Linked DNA regions of Zea mays: all the other regions are linked to region 1. A link is a contact called in public Hi-C data. All regions are on one chromosome and are shown on one strand. Each heading gives the region's core, a stretch centred on a gene start, on an enhancer-like site or on the middle of the called end of the contact. The rest is flanking DNA. Distances are from core to core; before and after follow the strand shown.

What was found. A called contact is a pair of places that touch in the nucleus more often than the background predicts.
Region 2: a Hi-C map of ear shows a contact between it and region 1, with 3 times the contacts expected there. The contact joins the enhancer-like site here to the promoter of LOC100273435 in region 1. A contact is called at or near these places in 2 of 25 Hi-C or Micro-C datasets (ear and endosperm).
Region 3: a contact with region 1 is called in a Hi-C map of tassel, with 2.2 times the contacts expected there. The contact joins the promoter of LOC103650536 here to the promoter of LOC100273435 in region 1. A contact is called at or near these places in 2 of 25 Hi-C or Micro-C datasets (leaf and tassel).

What each region holds. Positions count from the first base shown.
Region 1 is chr3:128,804,025-128,807,074 of Zm-B73-REFERENCE-NAM-5.0, forward strand. It overlaps LOC100273435 (Diaminopimelate epimerase chloroplastic), which reads right to left and starts at 1,512. Exons shown (of 10, transcript NM_001147872.1): 1 at 1,184-1,512; 2 at 844-1,011; 3 at 1-4. The coding sequence starts at 1,432.
Region 2 is chr3:128,940,892-128,943,845 of Zm-B73-REFERENCE-NAM-5.0, forward strand. No RefSeq gene overlaps it. Among protein-coding and RNA genes, the nearest start is that of LOC103652175, 46 kb to the right of the region's middle. Within about 2 kb of position 1,685, at least 19 of the 20 cell types and tissues checked have an H3K27ac peak or open chromatin away from gene starts, as enhancers often do. A contact at or near this core is called in ear, where this site is marked.
Region 3 is chr3:129,038,949-129,041,648 of Zm-B73-REFERENCE-NAM-5.0, forward strand. LOC103650536 reads left to right here and starts at 1,374. Exons shown (of 1, transcript XM_008676111.4): 1 at 1,374-2,606. The coding sequence starts at 1,590. The coding sequence ends at 2,264.

The sequences.
Region 1 (3,050 bases), core at 262-2,761:
ACATCTGAAAAACAAAAAAAATAATGGATGGACCTTTACTCTATGGGAACAATTCAGATTAACAGACTGTATTAAAATTTCTGATTGTCCATAACCTGGAGATAAAAAAAGGAAGCAACATAATGAGATATTTATATCTACTTTTCTTTAGCAGTGCGAAAAAAAGAAACATATATATCTCGTCCATTTGTTTAGGATTGAAAACATGATAGCACTTCAATTGTTTAACAGCCAGAACATAGCTGGTCATATAAATATAGTAAAAAAATTGTTGGATTGGAAACACGATGACACTTCAATTGATTAACAGCCATTCAATACACAAAACTTACAGATCAGAATTTTAAAAATATATAGCCCCAGTCCATGTTAGAGAGTGAGACATGTATGGTATACAGACTATAAATCTGGTATGCCTGTGAAATAGTGGATATAATAAAGATACACCAAGTGACCTAAAATACTCTGATGATGCTTAGATTGGTAGATGTCCCCATCTATACTAACTGGTAGCTAGGCAAATTATAAGAGCTCAAGCTACCAAATTGATTTGAAGGCTGAAGTTTGCATCTACAAGTATTTGAAGAACCTCACAGGTCACAATTACACAACTACATTTTCCCTCCTTTTGCATTAACAAGCTCACATGGTAAACCTGCACCGACTTGGCAACAGAGACTGGAAAGCGGTAACCCTCAAGTGCCATCGCACTATGCATAGCTTAGCACAATTTGGTGGCGGAGAAGAATGACTACCAATAAGAATTATGACAGCCTCAAAGATAACATTTACAACCGTGCTATAGAATTCAGTATAGTGATGAAATGGTGGAGACACACGCACCTCTGGTTCGCTGCCATCAGAGTTGAAGATTCTCATGGTGTAGTCGGCACCATTGACCCCCGGCATGACGAAGATAACACCGTCGGCGCCAATGCCGAAGTTTCGGTCGCACAGCTTCGCAGCCTCCTCGGGCGTCACCTTCGGCACCGACGAATCCCTGTTGTCCACCTACGAATCGAAACATGAACAAGCAAACAAAACTTAAGTGTCTTCAGTAGCAGAGCTTTCAAAAATCAGAACATCACGGATTGCACAAATTCTCGACGTGGGGTCACCACCCAAATGAACACTGCACGGCGCGGAATAGTTGAAGAGAGTTGGGAAACGGAAACAGTCGCACCATTATGAAGTCGTTGCCGAGGCCCTGGTATTTGACAAAGTGGAGAGCGCGCTCCGACTCGCGGCGCTCGAGAAACGAGGTGGCGGCGCCGGACCTGGGGGCGGACACTGCCATAGAGGCGACGGCGCGGCGTGGAGCAGCGGGGACCCCGCCTAGCGGAAGGCGCACGCGACCGCGGGATGGAGCGGTAGGGTTGGGGACGGCGATGGAGATTGCGACGAAGGTTGTGGTGGCGGCGGCGGGCGACATGGCCGCTAGAGGCTAGAGGGGGTGCGGGAAATCGAGCGCGTGCGGTTCGGGACTGGGAGGAGGAAGCCGATCGGAGGAGGAGGTCCGGGGGGTAATTTTTTTTTCAGGGGAAAGGCTGTAGGGAACCTACAGCGCGATTTGTTTTTTACTGAGGAGATGCTCGATAAAAAAAACGAGAGAACCTCTAATAGAAAAATATTGGAAAGGAAGAATACTTCTAACATGAATATCTGTTCCCATGCAATAATCAGAAATTCTTGACCGTGTCTAGCTGGAACAACCTGTTCTTCCTGAATACCCTGACAGAATTTCCTGCTGCTATTATATAATATATTCAACTCTATTTGGTGTTGTCTCTTTTTTTTCTTTTGCTTTCTTCGAACGTGATCAATTCTCGCATGAATAGTTAACGATCCGCTATGTCTAACATTGATTTCTTCGAACGTGTCAATTGGACAAATACGACTCGAATGAATATCTCGACTAGAGATGGCCAAACGGGCCGCCCGGTCCGGTCCGGTCCGGTCCGGGCCCAGTAAAATCCGGTCCGTTTTGGGTTTGGCTCGCCAGGCACGATTAGAAAATCGGGCTGGACCGTCTAAACCCGCGGGCTCGATTTCTGTCCGAGTCCGGCCCGTTTAGCACGAAAAAGCAGGCTAAGCGGGCCTGTAAGCACGTGTTAGTGCAAAAAGGCGAGCTTAACGGGCTTAGAGGTAAACGTGTCGTGCCGGGCTAGCCCACCGTGCCTAGTTTCCTGTCCGAACTCGGCCCGCTTATTCGTGTCGGGTCAGCCCGGACCCGCATAGAACCGGGTCGTGTCGGGCTCGGACCAGGCCCAAACAGCGGGCTTCGTGTCGGGCTCGCGGGCCTCGTGCTTATTGGCCATCTATAATCTCGGCTCTAAAAACTTGTAGTGCTCCCCGTCAATCCTCTATGACCCAAACAACTCACTTTTTGCTCATGAACCGTTTATGTTAATAGATTGGTTTGATCAAAAACTTGAGCTAAGGGGTACGTGCCAACCTCATTTCTATTATTTTCATAACCCGAACAGACCAGGCCGAACAAAAGGTTCATAAGGAACAATCTTCTTCCTAGCCATTTTGTCAATGACTCCCAAGCTTACAAAGATTAACAGAAAGAGAGTACCTCCCTGATTCAGAGACTACCCCCAACCGGCATGCACCCAAGTTTGCAAGAAACCACTTCAACCACGGAGGCAGCCAAAAAGTCCAGGACAACAGAAATTTGGAATTTTGTCATCATTAAAACTGAGTTTCGCTATATTGTCATCGTTTTGAATGGCTTATTCCTAATGTCATTATGAAACATGTCGCACCCGCTGGAATGCCATCTAGGTGTTTAATAAAACAAAAAAGAAATACATATATCTGTAGGTCAATTTTGCCCCTGCCATAAAACATGCGCTGCTCATCAGCCCACGCGCCATCGTCCCGCACCCGTTCCACGTCGCCGACCCGCCCCCAGGGAGATCACGTACTGTCATCCTACGTATACATTTGATTAGCATTTCTTTCTTTTCTTGTATGATTTTGCTTTTCTCGCATGCTAACCAGTTACCATTATGCTATTAGTTAGTTAAACGCACATGCATCGT
Region 2 (2,954 bases), core at 435-2,934, 140 kb after region 1:
TCTTAGTGCACAAGAGCTAAAAATTGAGTGAGCGGGAGCAGATGGCAAGAGAGCGTGCCAAATGAGTTTGCGGTATGACCGTATTTATACGCCCAGTGCGTTGAAAATTGAAAGACCCCGCTTGTCAGTGAATGTTGCTATTCTAGCAAAGGGAAGGTGTTTTTCGGGCCTTCGGCGTAAAGCCTTCGTCCATGTCGCAATCTAAATTTATTATTTTAAACAAATTAATATTGCGAGGGGCTACTGTTGGGGGCCTTCGGCTTACGAAGGTCCTCAAAAACAGGATTTAACAGTATTTCTGGAGTATAATGTGTGAACAGGTATCTTCGGACTCAAGTCGGTATCACAGCAGACCAGAATAATACGAAGGTTGATACAGCGCCGAAGGTGTGAGCAAGAAAGCTTCGGCGTGGTAGCAAAAAATGAAACCGACTTAAAGATGAAAAGGCTATTCAGACCTCGATAGATTACTATAGAATTATTATCAAATGTAAAGGGCATAAATGTAATTTTGTATGGGCTGTGTCCTGTGCCTATAAATAGGTGAACAGTACCCCGTACTGTTCACGCTGATCTGTCAATCGCTTTTGCGTCACGCTTGTACTTTCATCTCCTTCAAGCTGAAGGTACATTTGTAATTCGATGTTATTTCTGTTTCTACATAATAATAATGCAAAGATAAATTAATAATAATATGCAATTGTCTATGTTATTCTTTATATTCCTTATAATTCATCCTCCGTCATTGTATTTATGAAGGTACGTCCTTCATAACCTTCGTCCGAAAATCATTATATCCTAAGGGGAATAATGCTTCGAAGGACGAAGGACTTTAACTATTAACATTTTTCTATGTTGCCTTGTTCTTAACTCATAGCATTTGATAACAAGTCCCCAACACCTCGGTCACCCGCTAAAACAAAACGACCAAATAAAACAGCCTAAAAGGTGGCACAACAAGCATCACCTATTTATCCAGTGATTACAAGATACTTTTCACCCGCCTACTCATCGTTGATATATTATCTTGTTCAAATGTGGAATGCTACGACGATCAACCCATACTTGCATAGTCTCTGTGCCTATTCAAGTTGGGGGCACCTCCATTATGTTCTGTAATACCCAAAAAGTGTAAAAAGAAAATATAGTTGATTTACATATATGTGTTTGTCTCCATTTGTTATAACATGTGAACAATCACATCACAAGTTATTAATTAACTAATGACACCCAAAATAATGCATGCATCATACTGGACTTTATTTGTGTGTGAATATGTTAGTAATAAAAATTTATAGAAAGACATTAATGTTCAATTTGGAATTTAGACTTAAATTGGAATTCTAGAAAATGGGAGAAAGCAAGGCACTAGATATCACAAAATAAATACTAAAAATAAATAAATTCACCCATGCCATGTCTAAGATGAACATTTAATGAGAAAACAAATTTACCAAGGAGTTTGAATTTGAACGGGAATTTAAAATGATGAATTTGAAAATTAAAAGGAAAAGGAAAGGGAAAGGAAAATATAAAAGAAAAAGGGAAACACTGAATGGGCCCAGACTTTACATTTTGGCCCAGCCAGACCTCCTTCCGCGTGCACTCGACCCAGCACGGGGGATGGCGCGCCGACATGCGGGGACCACCCGTTAGTCGCGTCCTGACGTCTGGGCCCGGACTTAGCGGATCGCTGCGCGCGTGGGCCCTCTGGCTGTCACGCAGGACCCACTAACCAGTCCCCATTGGAGCTTCTAAGCCTCAGTTTCTGTCAAGTGGGGGCCACATGCCAGGGCCACTCTCCGCAACAAACTCCATGGCTGTCGTGGGGTTCCGCTTCGTACGGATCAGCCGAACTCTCGCCTAGAGATCGTGCTGCGAACCCCAGGGGTGCATAAAGGACTCGGCCATCGACTCAATCCACTCGCCCCAATATCCTCCCGCTTTCCCTGCCGCAATCTCGAGGATTCCTCGCCGCCGCGGTAAGAAACAGGGCTGCCGCGGGAGTGTTCCGGCTTACCGTCTACCGCGCCCGGTGTGGGGCTTGGGGACTACCCTTGGTGGTGGGGCAGGCTCTCGTGGCCGCACTATCCGGAGTTGGTCGCCAGCATCGGACGAATTGCTCGCAGAACTTGCGAAATCACCGCAGAGCCCCCCGCCCCATCCCGTGGGCAGTGCACGTCGCACCACCGTCGCAGGTAAGAACTCCCTTGATGAATTCGCGCTACTTTCCTCTTCATTTCCATGTCGCTTAGGTTGAATCAATCCGTGGTCGTCCGTTCTGCGATTGATGGTCCCGATTAGATCGTGAATGTTTAAAATCCGAACCATTGGATATAAATCCAAGGATCTGCACGATATACCGATTCAATGAATCATGGATCTAATCTGTGTCATCTGCTCTTGATCGGATGGCTAGGGTTACTCCGTACCCCTTTGGCTTGCGCAAATTGTAAATGAGCCCTCGGGCTTTTAGCGAATCAACTTGCAGTCCTAGCGGATGTATTCTGAGTCTTATGAATAATCGCGCAGTAGCCCCTGTCTTTTTCGGTAATTGACGCGCAGTCCAGAAGTCAGTAAAAATGAATAAATGATTAAGGAAATTAATTTTTAGTATGAAATTAATTACAGAAACCTGTATAATTCCTAGAAAAATCATATTAAGTCCAAATTGGTCTATTCCAGTTCCTATAATTTTGTATTAATACTGTCTATAACTCTATAACACCGTTTTAACATGAAAAGTGTATTAAAATTGATCTCATTTTGGTAGTTTTGCTATTGCTCTGTATGGTTTTGGGTTTAATATTACATTATGTCCATGTTCCAATTATTCTGTTATTTTATTTATTATTCATGTCAAGGTCATTATTTTAATTGGAACATGGAGCTTAACTTAAGAAACACGTGCCACCACATGGGTGGAATGGGACGTCCTTGGCTGACTAACTAGG
Region 3 (2,700 bases), core at 124-2,623, 230 kb after region 1:
TTTCTTTTTTTTTGTTCAACTATTAAATAGGGAAGCACTGTGCAAGGGGGCGCTACAGTGCTCCCCTTGATCTGGGGGACGTGCGCGTCCTCCCCTACGGCTGTAGCACGTAGGGAGCCGTTTAGCACGCGCCTTTGGAGCGTGAGCGTCACTCTAAATGACTATAGGGCTAGGGGAGCGCGAGTGTAGCGGATGACGCTGCAGCTAGCCTTATATCAGGCGCAGCTACTTCTACTGCTATGACGTCTATCTCCATATATAGAGGCTAAATTCGAATACCACTAAAATTCTTGACCCGACGTATGGACGTATGGTCGCTCATACGATCGTGACCATGTCGGCAGACCACCAATCTTCCGACTTGATCATGATGAGGTCGCAAAACAGCTACTACTACGTACTGACTATTACTTCTGTATAATATAAAGCACCGACTATTGTTTCTGTATATCATGAACATGTATAGTACTACAGTAATGTAAAATATTCTATGATGTATTTTTTTAATATTATATAAGTACTTACGGTGGTATGCACTGTGGTACATTTTAGGTCGTTCATATAGTATCTATGCGATGTTTTTTTTGTTGTTGTTTCCATTATATTTTTTCTTTTTACTATTTTTATTTCCTCATGCCATGTTATGATGCCCACATAATTTGGACAGAGGTTAATATATAGATTATATGTTGAAATGACTTTCTACTTTTATTTTGTCCTCCTAAATATTTCACTAATAGTAACATGCTAGGCCATTAAAATCCCTTCTATCGATCCTTAGAACTTTGTAGCTTGTATCTCTTCGAGTCTTCGACTCTTCCACTAGACTCGCAGACGCATGGACTTTCAACAGACCTGCGGCGATGTACGTACTAATCGGATCTGTGATTTCCGGCTCGATCCTAAAACGGGAGAGCATGACTTGGACGCGTTTTCCGAGAACCATAGCTTTCAAGTATAATAGCCCTCTAACTCAACAAGTGATGTAGCTGTTCGGACTACTACAACTACAATCTATTAGGACAAAATACTGTAAAAGCTAAGCTGCAACTAGATTAAAGCCGCAACAAGCCACAACAAAGAAGATATAGAGTTAATAATAAACACTCATATAATAAAGTTGGTTATCGGTTGATTTTTAGATAATCATTTGTCTTTTTCTCTTTCATTCTTTTGTCTTGAAGTTCGTGTAATACCTAGCTATTGCATGAGAACCCACTTCCTACTTTTTAATGTCTATCTGCTCCACATAAAAAAAAATGCCATACAAACCCATCATTATACATGCTCGTATACGTATACATCACTCACAAGCATGAATTCATATATCGCAACCCCCAACCACACCCCCTCCTACTCTGCTGTTGCTTCGCCTGCCCGCCTTTAATTTCGTCCTCCAATCAAATTTAAAGAAAAATGCAAATCCAGTGAAGTAGCCAAGGGACACACACTCGGTTTGTTTCTACTAACACCACCCTCTCTCTATATAAGCCCACGCACATTGTGCTTGTGCCAAAGCAGTCCAAACACGCAACGCAACACTCGCCTTCCCCTCCCAACCCTCCGAACCGAAGCAGCAAAGCTAGACGATGACGCTGACGATCCCGGACGAGGTGCGCGCCAAGGCGGAGGTGTACGTGGGCGACGCGGCGGGGCAGGAGAAGACGCGGCTGCTCCTCCAGGAGACGGGCCTCCCGAGCGGGCTGCTCCCGCTGCGGGACATCATCGAGTGCGGCTACGTGGAGGAGACGGGCTTCGTGTGGCTCCGGCAGCGCCGCAAGGTGGACCACTACTTCGCCAAGGCCGGCCGCCACGTGTCCTACGGCGCCGAGGTGTCGGCGGTGGCCGACAAGGGCCGGCTCAAGAAGATCACGGGCGTCAAGGCCAAGGAGATGCTGCTGTGGGTCACCCTCCACGAGATCTGCGTCGACGACCCGCCCACGGGTAAGCTCCACTGCAAGGCCATCGGCGGCCTGTCCCGCAGCTTCCCCGTCGAGGCCTTCGAGGCCGAGGAGCCGGCGCCGCCCGGAGCCGGCGGTGTCGTTCCCAGGGACGCGGAGGAGGAGGAGGAGGTGGAGAAGGAGGAGGGGGAGGGGGACAAGAACCCGGAGCAGGAAGCGGCGGCCGAGAAAGACGGCGACGCCCCCGCTGCCGCTCCAGCCCCTGAGGAAGCAGAGAGCAAGGCCGAGGAGAAGGCCGACAAGGAGGTGAGCTCGGCCGATCCGGCGGTGGTGCACGCCGAGGCGCTGGCCGCCAAGAACTGATCATCGCGGACGATCCATATGGGATGCATCCAGCAGCCGTACGTGCACGGCGTACCTACCTACCCACCGGGCCATGCCCATTATTACTATTTACTACGTACTACTGTGTCGTCTCGTCTGTCGCATTATATTCCTTATTATTATTCACAGCAACCACATCGTCGAGACCAACCAACTCAAGGGAAGCACAAACCTCCAATTCCATTCAGAATAATCATCCACGCATCATGCTATATATGTACCCTCTTTTATTTTTTTCTCTCTCTTTTAAACTTGCTGCTGTTATTTGTTATTTGAATTAAAGTTACGTATACCGTATACGTACGTCAAAGAGTACGATCAGTATGTGTCCATGGGTTCATGCTTTTTTTTCTTGCGCGCTCTGGCCGGCTATAGAGCAAGCGCTGCGTGTTGTTGTTGTTGGCGTCTACGGAGA